Linked DNA regions of Mus musculus: regions 1 and 3 are each linked to region 2. A link is a contact called in public Hi-C data. All regions are on one chromosome and are shown on one strand. Each heading gives the region's core, a stretch centred on a gene start, on an enhancer-like site or on the middle of the called end of the contact. The rest is flanking DNA. Distances are from core to core; before and after follow the strand shown.

Region 1 (3,387 bases), core at 634-3,133, 270 kb before region 2:
TATAGTTTGCAAAGTCAACTTAAGTTTTGTGTCTTGCACTGCAGTCTTTTCATCTTTAAAATATAAAATCATAAACTGCCAGCAAGCCTTGACATAAATACTGGAAGAAGAAACAGAAAACAGTAACTAGAGGAGGACTTCTCTTCCAGTTGTACATGAAGACTTGAATTTACATCACTAGGACCCAAGTTTTTAAAAAGCCAAGCATAGTGGTGTGTGCCTATAACTTGATTGCTAGGATAGGAGGCTATACTAGAGACAAGCAGATTCCTGAAGCTCATTGCTCAGCCAGTCTAGCCAAACCAATGAGCTTCAAGTTTACTGAGAGCCTGTTTTTAAAAATAAAGGTGAAAGGTGATTTGGGGAAGAGGTCTGATGTCAACCTCTATCCTCCACATATGGAGGCAAGCACACATGTATTTGCATACATAGGTATACATCATCACAGTGATAAATGCATGCAACACACACAGGGAGAGAGAGACTGAGAGAGAGAGAGAGACAGAGACAGAGACAGAGAGAGTGAGAGAGAGAAGCAGCCAGCATCATACTACCTCCAGCTAAGCTGGGCATACATAGCTTTCTTTCCGTCTCCAAGATAATGAGAATGAGACAATCATATAAAAAATTTAGACTTTCCATCCCCACAAAATACTCGAGTTCTCTAAAAATGGAATGTGATTATTTTTAATCAGCTGACTGGCATCCAGGATGATCTCATCATCTTAGGAACATCATTGAGATCCAGATCTCACTGCCGTGAGCTGGAGAGCCGCAGTTGCAGTGAACTCCCAATGACCCCTGCAGAAATGATAGAAATGACCATTCCATCAGCTCTGTCCCAGGAGAGAGGCATTGTGGCACTCAAAAGAAAGACAAGGCAAGGACGTGCAGTTGGCTTTCTTCCTTCTGGGATTGATATCCAGTAAACATCTTTGTAGTACACTAGGGGATTAGTGCTCCCCTGGAGGTGAAAGGAGTCTCCAAGGCTTTGGCCTTATTCTATATATCTTTTTATTTTGCTCTCTGACATTGCACTTTGTAAGATTTCTTACTCCTAATTGCAGAAGCTGTGATAGCCTATCCACCAACGGATTCTCGAGGGCACATTAGTGAGCATTCTGTGTGTCCACTGGTGCCCACAAGTGCCTCATGGTTTCCAGATTGAATAGAGACCCCCCTACCTTTTGTCAGGAGCCCCTGCCAGCAGCAAAGTCTTAAGTCAAGTCAAATCTGAAAGCTAAAGATAGAAGCTAGGCTAGTGAGTTTCTTAATTAATTAATTTCTTAATTAATTAGTTGTGGCTCTTCAGTAGAGAAGAGGATGTGGCGTTCCTATTTTGTACATCTGGGATGTCCTTGTAGATCAAGGGGGACCTGGAGGAATTTGAGTGACACATCTGGAGGAACATGCAGAAGCAGATGTTAGGTAGGTGGATGCACCACTTCACTGCACCTGGGGCATGAGTAATTTAATCAGGACAGCAGGCAGGAAATTAGGAAGTGGGCTTAAGAAATAATGGTTCAAGGGTTGAGAATCCTCTGTGTCTAGAGGATGTGTATGGGTAACACGCTCCTTAATATTTTCAGTGCTGGGAAGGATGAGTCTGGCAATAGGCAGGCTTCCTGATGGCATGTGTTCTCTGGGGAGAAAAGGCTTTTAGCTGAGGCAAGGCCCTTATCCTTCCTCCTCGATCTTGAAACTGACCTTCCGGTTGGTTTCCATTTTAACTGTTTCTTTTGTGATTCAGCATTGAAATGAAAACATACATTCCTTGGAGGATTTATCTAATCTGGTTGCAAATAGCAGATGACCGGATTCTCAGCTTCCCTGTGCTTAGACCTGGTGATCATAGCCTGTAAATCCCTCTGATGCCCAGTCCGGGGACTTAGACAAAAATAGCCAGTGAGGTCAGTCCTCAGAGGACGCCCCGGAGTGCTTGCCATCTAGATGGAAGGATTCAAATCACCTTTTAAATATAAGGCTAAGAAACGTCTGATTTATTCACCTTTTTGTGGGGAGCCACTTGATCTTTTCTTTTTCCCTAAGCAAGTTCTGAGTGTCCACAAGAGCCAAGGAAAACTTAGATGCAACCCCAGTCAACCATATTTGCTGTAAAACTAATGACTCAAGTCTCACTGTTCATCTCAGCTCTTATCTGGTCCTATGTTTTGTGAAATATATATAAAATAAAGTGTCACCTATATTTATTTATTTATTATTACATTTATGTACTCTCTATAACACTGTGTGTCCATGTGTGTGCCTGTGTTTGTGTCTCTCTCCGTGTATGTCTATGTGTATGTGTGTACACTTGTCACAGAGTCCTTGCGGAGGTCAGAGGACAAGGTAAGTCCAGAAGTCAGAGGGCCATCATTTCAGGTTATTAGCCTTAGAATCAAGTGTTTTAACCAACTGAACTACTTTGTTGGGTCCCACCGACATTTTATAAGATTCAGTTCTTGTAAAATCTGAACCTGTCCCCTGGTCCCTTAATCCTGTAGGAGTGACGTTCATGCTCATGTGATCAAATGGGCTTCCAAGAACACCCAGCATTATATGGGAGAAGATGTTAGTAGGATATAGGGGGATCCAGATTAGAGGAGCCTTACCTGAGAAGGCTCCATGTATCTAGAGCTCAGGACATTATGTTCTGTCTCTACCCTACCTGGGTAGACCAAGTCAGTGCTGCACCTGGACTTAGCACCACACTTGATCTTAAAAACACAGACGTTCAGGAGATTACCCTTGGCTCTTTAAGACCTACACCCATTCTCCAAGAGACTACTCCTGATCTCCATAAGAGTACCCTTGACCTCCACAGAACTAACTTTGATTCTGTAAAGCTCCTTTTGACTTTTGTGTGCTTAGTCCAATAACACTTCAAAGTTTCCAGGCCTCTTGCATGCTAACCATCATCTTGTCAGGGTCCACAGCCAGGCCTCTTCCATTCTGTTTCCCTCTCATATTCCATCGTTATGCATATTTCATGCTAACCATCACCCTCTAATGTTTCAGTGCCAAACTTCTTCCATGATAACCATATACCTTCTCATGTTCAACTGCTAGGACCCTGCCATGCTAATCCTCACTCTCTCAGGTTCCTCTTCCGTGCTAACCATCACCCTTTCAGGTCCTGTAATTGCCTAGAATCCACAGAATTCACAGAATGCAGTAGGACACTTTAACATGTACTTATAATTTGATTACAGGCACTTGAAGGACACAGTTTGACTGGTTCTCCCTGTGGAATGGAGACATCTCCACAACAGCACATGCTGGTCAGTAGAAAAGTCTTCTTTCCCCTCCAGTTCCTTCCCACAAGTGTCTGTCTGTGAATCCAGAAGAGAAGAGTAGACTTCTTGAATTAGGGCTTTGGTCTCTGAA
Region 2 (3,726 bases), core at 638-3,137:
AGGTTAAAAAAAAACTAAATTTAAAAACATGCTTCTGTAAAATTGGGCTGTATACAAATCTATAGGGCATTTTTCTTAGTGTCTAATTGGGGAAGGGCCCAGCCCATTGTGGACTGTGCCATTCCTAGGTTGGTGGTCCTAGATTCTACAAGAAAGCAGGCTGAGCAAGCCAGTAAGCAGCATCCTTCCATGGCCTCTGCATCAGCTTCTGCCTCTAGGTTCTTTACTTGTTGAGTTCCTGTCCTGATAAACAGTGACATGGAAATATAAGACACCTCAACTGTTTCCTCCCCAAGTTGCTTTGTTCATGGTGTTTAATCACTGCAATAGTAGCTTTAACTACTAAGATGGACTGTAAGCTTTGATGAAGATAGAGATCCTATTGGATCTCTCTAGCATCAGTTAATAGATCTCAGAAAATAAACTCCTCCAGGAGTAAGAAAAATATAGTAGCTGCAATTCAGGTTGCATACGTGTGGATGTCAGTTGGCTCTTCCCTGAAGCCTCCATAGAAGTATTATTTTGGTACAGCCATGTAGCATATTTCTAGATAAATTCAAGAACTTGATAAAGCACATTGCCCTGCATTATGTGGGCAGGCACCATCTAACCTGCTGTGGGCGGGAACAGAGAAAGAAACCGTAAGGAGACTTAGAACCGTTTTCTTTCTGCATGCAGGAGTGGGGCATAGGTCTTCCTCCACCTCATCCTCCTTTTCCTGCTCTTCTTTCTCCTTTTCCTCTTCTTCCTCCAGATCCTATTCCCCTGGACTTGGTTTTTATGCCACTGAATATCTTGGATTCAGCTTGCAAGCTATTAGACATATGTATGCTCCATCCTACTCTCTCCTGCTCGAACATTGCGGTTCTCATTGGAACCACAATTTGCCCACGCATTCATGGGGGCCGAGTGTGGTGGCTCATACAGTGTAATGGAGCTAAACAATGTTGAAAATACCACCTAATACTGCACTCAAGCAACCTGATGCACTAATCTGAAGGTGCATTAGAAAGGAAATGCCACTCTATTTTATGGCACATTAACACTGCCATCTGTTTGGTTTTCTTTTGTTTTTGTTTGTATGTTTGCTTTTTAAATTATGGATTATTTTTAATTTTTAAAAATTTTTTTGGCTTTTCGAGACAGAGTTTCTCTGTATAGCCCTGGCTGTCCTGGAACTCACTCTGTAGACCAGGCTGGCCTCAAACTCAGAAATCTGCCTGCCTCTGCCTCCTGAGTGCTGGGATTAAAGGCGTGCACCACCATGCCCGGTGTGAAATGTTTTTATTTTTATTTACTTAAAGAGCTCTTTTAGACTATGAGTACTTATTTGTAACATCATTTTACTTATGTAATCTAGAAAGACAAAATAGTAAGTGTGCCCTAAAACTATCTCATATTCAAAATTATTTGTCTAGAACAGTTTATGTTAGTTGTTGTATATTTTCCCCATAAATCATTTCCTCCAAGCCACCACGAACTCAGTGGCTTTTTAATGTGTTTTCAAGCTAATTGCTCAATGATGCAGCATTGTATGCTGGTAGATTATCCTTCATATTTATTTGATTGTGTTCTGCTTATCACATAATTAGTTGTTTTATTGTGAAATTTTCATTTATGTGGTTTGATCAGTCTCATTCCCATCACCCTGTCTTGTCCCCTGACTCCTGCTGATCTCTTTCTTCTTCCCAAGGAGTCCTCTATCTATTTTCCTGTCTCCCTCTTCTCCCTCCCTCCCTCCCTTCCTCCCTCCCTCCCTTCCTCCCTCCCTCCCTCGTAATGCAGTGGGTTTAATTGGGATTATTTATTGCTGCACAGGTGAAGGGTTATTTACAGATACACAGGCTGCTTACTCATCACTATGTTCCTAAGGAAGTATTCTCCTCCCCCAGAGATATTTGAACATGCTCAAGGTGTCAGCGAATAGCCTTCAGGGGCTGAGAGGATGGCTCAGCAGTTAAGAAGGCTTCTTTCCCTTCCCAGAACTCACATTGGGTGACTCACAAACTGCCTATAACTTGAACTTTATTGGATCTGACACCCTCTTCTGGCCTCCAGGGCAACTGTGCACATATGGCGAGTGCACACACACACACACACTTATTATTTTTACAAAACTCCAAAAATTAAAAAAAAAAAAACCTTTCAGATGACTAAGGTCTGTGTTTACTCCTCAAATAGTTCCTATGTGGTTGTCAACACTGCCATAGTACTGGTACCAACTTCCTGACTCCACACAGAAGGGAGCTCTGTGACAAACTGCCCAAAGACCACATTATATCATAATAAACATAAAAAAAAACCTTAATTAGAAAGCAGCAGGGAAAGGGTTAGGTTGACATATGCACAAAATACTTGTCCTTTTCCCCCCAAAACCCAAGACACAAAAAAAGAAATCTCAAAAAGAAAGTAAATTATAAACAGTACTTCATGAAATACATATTTCTATATAGGACAGACACTTTCAAGTCCGAGCAGCAGAGACCTCTATTAAACTCACATTTAAAGAACATTGCAGAATGAGCCAGATGTGGTAGAATACACACACACCGCATTGCAAGTGCATGAACTTGGAAAGTTGAGGCAGGAGAATTGGAAATTCTAACCCAGATTAGGCTATATAGTGATACCAATAAATAGACAAATAAATAATTGAAAGATAGAACTCTTAGAAAGGCATGTTTAAGGAATAAAAATTAGTTCACATAGAGAAGAATTAGAACAGTAACTTTAAATAGGCAAGAGAGCAAAGACCATCTCTTCTAAATAGTCACTTTGATCTTAAACATTAACAGTAAGTAAGAATTAGTGGGGCAGAAATACAACTAGAAGACTCCTTAGGCGAAAATTAACAGGCTAGGAGATTGAGTCATGAAATTCCTCTAGAGTATAGTACAAAAGGGATAGAAAGTGTGAGTCAATGAAGAAGAAATATAGGGACATAAAGGAGACAGCGACAAGATTCTGCATTCTTCAATGTTGTGAGTGTGTGGAACATAGCAGAAGAAAATCAAAGCGTGTTCTGTCTTTAGACTTGCAGATTCCTAGAAGTGTCAAAAGGGTGGAAGCAGGCCAACAGGGCTTCCACTGGCCCCACAATAGTGGGATTTGAGAGCAAGCCTAAAGCAGGTTGGGGGTAGGGGGTGGCACAGAGACAGAGACACAGAGGGAACTCAAATTGCCACACCATTGGTTAGAACTCACTACTGTTGGAGGGAGATTTTCATTCGTGGCCCAGGTTGCTGATAGTGAATGGGAATTTATGTTTGAAGTTCTATAAAATATAAGGAAGAACTAGAGAATTTATTTTCAGACATGCGATTACTCCTATTTCCTGATGGTATTCTTTCATACAGAAAAGACCTAAAGATCTATCAGAAAATTCTAGAACTAATAAACACTTTCAGAACATTAGGAAGATACGAAGTCAAAATATAGAAAATGATAGGTTTTCTATATACCCATAATGAATACTCTGAGGTGGAAACTGGTAAGAAAATCTCACTTCCTTTAGCTTAAAAAAAATGTCCAGGAAAAAAAAAAGCTACTTAAGGATATGAGAGATCTCTACAATAAAATTTCTAAAGAAATAAAATAAAATAAAAAGATTACAAAAGCTCTCCTGCTCATGAACAGCAAGACTTAATATAGTAAGATTACTGATTTATCAAAAGCAAATCTACAGATCCAATGCAATTCTCATTAAAATTCTAATGAAAGATTTGA
Region 3 (3,217 bases), core at 383-2,882, 430 kb before region 2:
AGACCTTGGATTTCTGTCTCCAGAACTATAAAAATATAAGTTTGTATTGTTTCAGCCACCACGTTTGTGATGTTTAGTGTGTGTGTGTGTGTGTGTGTGTGTGTGTGTGTGTGTGTATCAGCCCAACTACCATCATACAGTTTTCACAGTCAATGTGGTAATTATTTGGAGGAGAATTTAGCTATGTCACCCCATGGTTAGTCAAAGGTAAAGTTTGTATCTTGATTGATTTGATATTATTTAGGCTCAACTTTAATTATGTTTTCACTTCTTTCTCTCTCTCTCTTTCTCCCTTTCTCTTTCTGTGTGTCTCTCTGTGTGTATGTTGTTGTTGCTGCTGCTAATGAACAAGCTAAGAGTTCTGTAAGTGCCATGCAAGTGTGCTTCCACTCCACTAAACTCCCAGATCCCCCTCTCCTATGTTTTAAAATGTGAAATTGTACCATCTAAAGTTGACTTCTGTGATAGCCTAAGGAGTTTTTGCTTCTGAAGATTATATATAAAATGTATTTCCTTTAAGAAAGTGCACCTTTCTCTCCTCATAATAAAAAACCAAAACTTACACTGTGCTCTTAACTGTAGAGATTCTTGGAAATGAAAGTCAGCTTTAGACTCCAACAAAGGCTCCTCCCCACACTTTCCTCTCCAGTGTAGGCTTCAGACTCCCCTAACTGAAAATTTTAGACATTCTGAAGTTGGCCATCTTCCACTGAGAGGGGCTGTGGGGGCCCGGGGCCTCCCCTTCAGCATCATTCTTAACCTCCCCTCCTGCCTCCATGAGAACTCTGAAGAATTTAGTCTGGCAAGGCTCTCTTTTCTAATCCTGAATTTTCTGTCTGGGTTCCAACACTTAAACTCAGATATGTACAAAAAAATTGCTGAAAATTCCTCGTTGACATCTCATTTCCGAGCTGGAGTTACCATCCCGAAGAAAGGAAATATCAGCGAATATGTGAAGAGAGACCTTGCCAGCATTCAACATAAACTTGCAGATCAACTGAGTGTTGGTGGTACAGTAGTTCTTGGGCAAGCCTCAGGAATATGCCTTTCTGGAGAACAAGAAAATTCTTGCCTGCTTTTTACTTTATTCTTTCAAAAGTGAACACTGTCAAAAATCACAACCAAATGGGTACTGTGTTAGACAGAGCTTATCTTTCACTTACTTAATTACTGAGTACCTGAACTTTAGGTTTCTTTAAGAAACAAGAAAAAGTATTAGAGGTCAGAATAGCTGTATACCAAGTGAACATGTCTCCATGTTGCCTAGAATGTCCTTTTTCTCAGCCTTCCTCCCACACACCGACAAAGCAAATGTAGCCATTTGTAGATGTTGGCCACTTGGGCTCTGGGTAACTTATAGGTGTTCTGTGACAGCTGTAACTTTGGTTGATGGCTTGGCTGATGTGCAGAGGGTGAGGTGAATGTCAAGGGCTCCAGTATTGTCATTGATTCATTGCTTACCCTTTGAGCCCTAATGTAGAAATATCTGCCTCAATGTGTGTGTGTGTGTGTGTGTGTGTGTGTGAGTGTGCGTGTACGTTCAATGAGATAATGGATGTGAATACACTCTTGAAGCCATAACTTGGCTCTGCAGATGTTAGTCATTATTTTCAAACTGCATCTGTGACCTAGTTTTGACTGTGGTTTACTTTTGGAGAGAAGAGAATTATAAAAAGCCTCTTGGCTCATCTGGAGCAAGACTAATCCACTGATTTAATACCCAAGATCATATTAGAGGCAAATGCCCTTCTGCCAAAATAGACCAACCCCAAGGTCTGTTCTTACCTGCTAAATTCTTACTTGCTAATTATTGGTGAGTGGCACTTCCATCAGCACACTACATTTTAAAAGTCTACTTAAATAAAAAAGCAGGCTCTCAGACAGAGCATCACCTGCAGAGCCTCCTACCGTGTGCAGCTTAGGAAAGCAAATGCACATTGGAACCTTTCCATATTCAACTCTTCATCATCTATAAGGAAGTTGCTTTCACATTTATACATTGTCTCTGAGAGAATTTTTGAAATAATCCTCTGATATGTGTATTTTCTCTTAGATGGTTTTATGTCAAGATGATGATGATGCAAACTGCCTAGTGAGTGGCTGGAAGAGATTAGTCATTTTAACAGGAAGAAAGCTACTATTGGTTCAAAATTCATGCTGGATGGAGTTCTGTAAGATGACCCCAGTTTTCATCTCAAACTGTTCATTCCATTTTATCAGGTAACCACAGAGTGACTTTCTGGTTCAGTGACTGATTTCTTGGAAGTCAGAGAAAAGAATTCAATGGAAATGCCTCCAAATCCACCCAGTTTGCTTTGGCGTCTTGTGTATAGCTTAATCCAGACATGCGTCATCCATGACCTTGTCCATACTCATCACTTCCAATGCTGTACTCCGTATCACGCACCTCTGTCCTTGGCCATTGGTGGTGAGGCTCTTAGCAATACTTTTGTGGGGTGGTTCACTGTCTGTGGATGAGTTCCTGGTGCAGAAGGAGGGGACCTGGCTTGCGTTCAAGAGGCCTGGTTTCCCCATCGTGCTAGTGCCACAGCTCAGTTTGAAAGTGGAACCTGACTTTGCACATTCTCTGGACCTCACTTTGTTCATCTGAGGACTCAGTGCTATGAACAAGGTATCCTCCTGAGCAATTCCACGTCTGGATTTTATGCAGCTATCAGGTTTGTGAATATGGAGGGACTATGGACACCAAAATCCCAGCAGGCCTGGCCTCTGATTTGGGGGAAATCTCTAAAGGTCTTTAAACCTCAGGAGAGTTATTACTTTTATTTTATTACTGTGAAGAGACACCATGACCAAGGCAACTCTTATAAAGGAGAACATTTAATTGGGGCTGGCTTACAGTTTCAGAGGTTTAATCCATTATCATCATGGTGGGAAGTATGGCAGCTTCTAGGTAGACATGGAGCTAGAAGAGCTGAGAGTTCTACATTTTCACCCGGAGACAGCAAAAGAAATACTGTGTCTCACACTGGGCAGAGCTTGAGCATATAACTCCATAGCCAATTTCCACAATGACACACTTCCTTCAACAAGGCCACACCAATTCCATTAAGGCCATACCCTCTAATAGTGTTACTCCCTGTGGGACAAGTAAACAAACATAGGAGTCTATGGGGGCCAAACCTATTCAAATCATTACATCAAGAATGAAACAGTGATACTTATATTCAGTTATGTTCAAAATGTGCTCGTGCAT

The links. Hi-C and Micro-C count contacts between places; a contact is called where the count stands out from the background.
Region 1: a contact with region 2 is called in a Hi-C map of rod photoreceptor, with 4 times the contacts expected there. The contact joins two enhancer-like sites. A contact is called at or near these places in 1 of 484 Hi-C or Micro-C datasets (rod photoreceptor) and 2 of 115 datasets of contacts at active chromatin or transcription factors (embryonic stem cells and pancreatic cancer cells).
Region 3: a contact with region 2 is called in a Hi-C map of rod photoreceptor, with 4 times the contacts expected there. The contact joins two enhancer-like sites.

Annotation. Positions count from the first base shown.
Region 1 is chr12:16,267,312-16,270,698 of GRCm38.p6, reverse strand. No RefSeq gene overlaps it. Among named protein-coding and RNA genes, the nearest start is that of Gm36372, 37 kb to the right of the region's middle. Within about 2 kb of position 1,883, at least 7 of the 459 cell types and tissues checked have an H3K27ac peak or open chromatin away from gene starts, as enhancers often do. A contact at or near this core is called in rod photoreceptor, where this site is marked.
Region 2 is chr12:15,992,297-15,996,022 of GRCm38.p6, reverse strand. No RefSeq gene overlaps it. Among named protein-coding and RNA genes, the nearest start is that of Gm36235, 21 kb to the left of the region's middle. Within about 2 kb of position 1,887, at least 9 of the 459 cell types and tissues checked have an H3K27ac peak or open chromatin away from gene starts, as enhancers often do. A contact at or near this core is called in rod photoreceptor, where this site is marked.
Region 3 is chr12:16,423,721-16,426,937 of GRCm38.p6, reverse strand. No RefSeq gene overlaps it. Among named protein-coding and RNA genes, the nearest start is that of Lpin1, 160 kb to the left of the region's middle. Within about 2 kb of position 1,632, at least 17 of the 459 cell types and tissues checked have an H3K27ac peak or open chromatin away from gene starts, as enhancers often do. A contact at or near this core is called in rod photoreceptor, where this site is marked.